2 separate regions of the Sus scrofa genome follow, and region 2 is linked to region 1. The links are chromatin contacts, called in public Hi-C maps. All regions are on one chromosome and are shown on one strand. The core of a region is the stretch at or near the end of the contact, and the rest is flanking DNA. Distances in the headings are between cores, read along the strand shown. Region 1 has its middle 610 kb from the start of GOT2. Region 2 has its middle 680 kb from the start of GOT2.

Region 1 (2,700 bases), core at 92-2,591:
TTAGTTTAAGAACAGAAGAATTACTTATGACAGCTCACATTTATTACCTCTGCATAAAGCTTTTGTTTAAAGCATTAAGAAAAGTAGAAAAGGATTAATTTGGGGATTTTTTTTTTGGCTGCACCTGTGGCATGTGCAAGTTTCTGGGCCACGGACTAAACCTGCATCACAGTTACAACCGGTGCTATAGCTGAGGCAACGCTGGATCCTTAACCCACTGTGCCACAGGGAAACTTCCAAAGATAGGTAATTTTTGAATTTTGTGTCAAGTATGTAGCTCAAATTGTCAATAATATCCAAAACATTCAGATAGTTATTCTTTGTTCCTGATTCCTGGCATGACAGAAAATTGACCAAGAAAATTCTAGACTAGATGTTACTATGAGTCCCAAGGACATCTCCATGATGAAGTACACAAAGAATGGTAGTCAAGGGTGTTCTGTCCATCAGATACCATTCTATCTAGGCACATTATTCATTTCAACAATACTTTTAAAAATCAAGTCATAGGGAGTTCCCGTCGTGGCTCAGTGGTTAACGAATCTGACTATGAACCATGAGGTTGCGGGTTCAATCCCTGGCCTTGCTCAGTGGGTTAAGGATCTGGCATTGCCATGAGCTGTGGTGTAGGTTGCAGATGTGGCTTGGATCCCACGTTGCTGTGGCCCTGCCGTAGGCCAGTGGCTACAGCTCCGATTAGACCCCTGGTCTGGGAACCTCTGTATGCCTCAGGAGTGGCCCTAGAAATGGCAAAAGACAAAAAAAAAAAAAAAAAAAATCATGTCGTAGAAGTTCCCTAGTGGCCTATTAGTTAAAGATCTGTCACTGCTGTAGCATGAATTCAGTCCCTGGTCCAGGAACTTCTGCATGCCACGAGCATGGCCAAAAAACCCAATCAAGCTGTTTCTGATACATCCAAATCATATAGCCATTATCTTTTGGCAAATAGTTGACTTTTTTGGTGGAAACGATGTTTCCAAAAATTAATCTTGATCTACAAGTGTGATGTTTATATTTTATGCATTGATTTGACTGGACTAAGGGATGCCCAGAGAGTGGGTAAGTCATTGCTGAGTGTGTCTGTGAGGATGTTACTGGAAGAGGTTAGCATTGGAATTCGTGAAATGAGTAAGGCAGGTGGCCCTCACCAGTGTGGGTGGGCATCATCCAATTTGTTGAGGTGAATAAAACAAAAAGGCAGAGGAAGGGCAAATTCCCTTTCTCTCTGCTTGGTTAGTTAAGACATCCATTTTTTTTTCCTGCCATCAGACATCAACCCTTTGGTTCTTGGGCTTTTGGACTCAGATCAGCCCCCCATCCTCAGACCTTTGGACTCAGACTGAATTGCATCACTGGTGTTCCTGGTTCTGTGGCTTGCAGACAGCGTCATGGACTTCTCCACCTCCGTAACCACGTAAGTCGAGTCCTATTAATAAATCCCCGTGTATCTATATCTGTATATATCCTATTCTGTTTCTCTGGAGAATCCTGATGAATACAACAAAGGCAAGAAGGAAAGAAAGAGAGAAAGAAATTGATTTCATTTGAAGGAATTGATTCAGATTTGCCCTCTCTTTGAGAGTTATGCTTTTTCTTTAGAATAGGAATATTCTGAGAATTTCTGCAGTTAATGTTGTTTAACTCATCCATTTCTAAAATTATCTGCTCTCGGAAGCATGAAATTTTTATTCTGTATAGCATACCTGGAAAAATGTTTTGTCACACAAAATAACTCTTAGGATCTGCCTTGTTTGGGCTAATGAAGGATGGCCATTAAAAAAACATATGAAATATATATGTATATATACATTTACACATTGGTTGTTATATAATTTGGCTGGTAGTTGGATGCTCTATTGCGGCTCAAAAACAGTGTCTTTTTTGGCGGGGGGGGGAAGATTGTCTGTTTTATTTTTCAGTACTTGCTCTTGAATGTAGATTCCACGATTTCTACAGAACATTATTTTGAGCAGAAGGAGCAATATAATAAAAAATAATCATTTATGTTGCCACATTTCTGAAAGAGTTGATAAAGGTGTTGACAGTTAAGCAGTAAAGCAAGGGGGTAATCTTTAGTTTTTGTGGCTTCTTACATAATAATTCTGAGCATAATTATCTAGAAACCACACCTTTATGGTTTTCTCATCTCTCAGTTGGAATAGAGTCCCTCCTACCTCCTTTTCACAGTCACTTGCGGAAATTTTTAGTCCTGACTTTTATGGCTGAAATAGAAGTCACAGTAAGCAAAAGCTAGTGTTTCTCTTTCATTTCATTTTTGTTAAAGACATGTTTATCTTTATTAACACAAATTATTTTACTGCCTTACAAAAGCCAACCTTCTCATGTCCTATTTGAATTTATTAATCCATTGATAGAACATGTTAATACTGACTACTTTGCATCTACCATCCTGGAATCTTTAAGATTTTATTTACCTGTTCTTCTGGCTTGTTGAATGATCACTAGCTGTCAAAATACTTGAGCAAACCACAGACTAGGTCAAAGATGAAGACTTTTCTAAATAAAGGGTAACTATTCTTCAGTGAAGAGTTTGTGGGCTGTGCCATCCCTCTCCCAAACCCTCGTATATAACTGGATGTATGAGGAAAAATATGAACATGTCTATCAAGAAAAACTAAAGTTAGTTGTAAGACCGTGTATCAGAACTGAGTTTTGGAGTTTCCATTGTGGCTCAATGGT
Region 2 (2,700 bases), core at 20-2,519, 70 kb after region 1:
GCAGAAAACTTATGGTGAAAACCATGTAATTTAAATGGATATTAACCTGATATCTATATTTGAAAAAAACCTAATTTTCCACCATTACTGATTGCCTATCAGTTCAGCCTTGAAATTCTCTTCCTTTAATGATCTTCCTACTAAAAAGGCAGATTTAGTATCATTTCAGCTTTTCCCACTGGTGATGCATTCTTCAGTTAGGCAATTTTCTCATTGCATTAGCTACAAGGAGCCAAGGATGCAAGTCTGCATTCCCCTGTACATGAAATGAGAGAAAACCACGCTGAGATAGTCACCTCTACCATCACACATTCAGTTTAAATATACAGTAATAGACTCATACTCCACGAAGGCTTGCTGTGTTTGTTTGCAAACTAGTATGCTGTACTTACAAGTCTGTGGTTTTATTGACATATTCCTTTCCGTTCCTGTGGTTTTTAATTGAAACCCCCACTGCTTTGCCCAGCTTCAGGAATGCAGAATAGAGGAGTTTTACATTTACTTTTCAACTCAGACCAGAGGAACCCAGAGGCTCCAGTTTGGGTAGCAAAAATGTATAGATTTTAGCACTTCCTTTGGTCTTTAATGAAACGATGAATGTTCCCATATATGTTGAAAATTAGTGGCTGAATTAAATCAGAATTTATGAGAAGTTTTTATTTCTTCTTAATATAGACATTTGTTATTACCTGTAGAATTGGGACTGGATTTGTGTCCTCAACAGCCTTTTAGAAACCTTTCTTATTTGAAACACTCTCTAGTAAATGCTGAGACTGAATGTAACATTTTTTTTCTCTCTTAACACAAGTTGGTAATACTGTAACAATTATTACTTGGCACCAAAGAGCCCATGTTATTTAAAATCATGCAATTTAAAATTATTAATTTAATCATGTCTCTATTTGAAGGAACTGATTTGTCGCTAGATTGCAGTGGAATTGATGCTTATATTTGTCTCTTTTCCCCTCTGTCTCCTGTGATCATATTTTAGTAACACAGAGTTGAATATTCAGTTGGTACTGAATCTCCTATGACTGAGCTGTTCATAACGATTGACCTTGGTCAATCTTTGCCTTCCTTCTTCCTCCCCTCTGCTCATCTGCAAATCCTAGTTTGACCAAGTTTTAAACCATATTAGAAGTAGAATCTTTTTTCAAACATTTTTATATACATTAAAAAAAATGTATACAGAGTCATGTGTTTTTCGTACCCGAGGAGAAGAGGTTGCGAAAGAACCACTCTACTTCCTCAGCCTAGGTCCAAAAGTCACCTTAACATAGAGTGCAAAGAGGACAGAGTCAAAGGCTGTTATATTTACACTGAAGTCTTTCACTAAGGGTAGAAAATGGAACATGAAACTGCAGTAAATTCAGTATTTCCCCTAATTTTCCTGGCCAAAAGTTAGACTGAATAAAGAAAATTATATTGTAGACCAAGTTCCTACACGGCTTAATTTAAATTCTTATATGATATTATATGTTGATTTTCTGAAATATGTTGAAAAGTCACATCTGTTTTCATATGTGGGAATAACAAAATAGGGCTCGTAATTATAATTACTAAAAAAATTCTATTTTTGTGATAAAGGGAAGTGAAGATCTTTATTCTTTAATTATGGTGATTGATTAATAATGATAGGTTGAGATTCATGGTGTAACATACATAAATCCCACCAAGCCAATTAGTGAAATGAAGTATTTATTTTTGACAAAGGATTAAATATTTTAGGAAGTTTATTTAAAATGCTTTGATGACATCAGTCATTTAGCACAACTGTTATCTTCATTATTAATAATATAAATGTTGAATAGAACTGTCCTCCTGTTACATATGATGATTGCTAATTGAGCAATATATGTTTTTCTGCTGAAATATTGACAAAATAGAGTACCTAATTCTTGTGAAGAAGTAGTAATAGTACTAAAAAGTGAGGTAAATAACAAAAAATAAATATTCAATGCAAAACATTACTGGGTTTCTAACAGATTTTTAAGGTTTTTCTCCATTTCGACAACTTTTATTTAGATAGTTTAAAAAGCTATAAACACTGAGAGATTTCAGATTGATCAGTGATCTGTTCATCTTGAAAAACAACATCATTGGTGAGATAATACAGGCTTGAAATTCACATGGGCCAGTGTTCATAATCTGACCCTTTGTGCATTTGATTTAATCCCTCTGAGATCAGTTAGCACAAAAGAATATAATCTTTGCAGAATTTTTGTAAGTATTAACAAGTAATTGCGGTCTTAAGCCAGCCTTTTAAAATATATTTTACCGATGTGCATATCCTGTTTTCGTATGTTGCTTTTTCTAGTGTATGAACTTTCGTAGATCACTGATCATTGATAATATAAATCTGATGTTAAATTGATGTGGTATAAATTCTTAAATTTTAAGTTAAGCTGTTATATCCTAAAAAGGCTGTATTTATAAACTTTATTCAAATAATCATTATATTTTCTTATCAAACCAAACAGAAATACTACTTTCTAGAAACTTAATAACTTGAACCATGAGCCCATCATTTGTCATAAATATTGCTTTCTTTTTAGTTATTAATGATAATAGTCTGTATTACTTTATAGGAGAGAGATAATAATAAAGACCAATATCATCACTGGAAAAGTCAATTTAAAAAAAAAAAAGAAAAAAGAAAAAAAATACTCCAATCAACTGGCACCATGCTGTACACTAGAA

Evidence for each region. Hi-C and Micro-C count contacts between places; a contact is called where the count stands out from the background.
Region 2: a contact with region 1 is called in a Hi-C map of liver, with 4 times the contacts expected there. The contact joins two enhancer-like sites. A contact is called at or near these places in 1 of 5 promoter capture datasets (liver) and 5 of 47 Hi-C or Micro-C datasets (epiblast stem cells, liver and skeletal muscle).

Annotation. Positions count from the first base shown.
Region 1 is chr6:21,042,535-21,045,234 of Sscrofa11.1, forward strand. No RefSeq gene overlaps it. Among named protein-coding and RNA genes, the nearest start is that of GOT2, 610 kb to the left of the region's middle. Within about 2 kb of position 1,342, at least 2 of the 83 cell types and tissues checked have an H3K27ac peak or open chromatin away from gene starts, as enhancers often do. A contact at or near this core is called in liver, where this site is marked.
Region 2 is chr6:21,113,097-21,115,796 of Sscrofa11.1, forward strand. No RefSeq gene overlaps it. Among named protein-coding and RNA genes, the nearest start is that of GOT2, 680 kb to the left of the region's middle. Within about 2 kb of position 1,270, at least 2 of the 83 cell types and tissues checked have an H3K27ac peak or open chromatin away from gene starts, as enhancers often do. A contact at or near this core is called in liver, where this site is marked.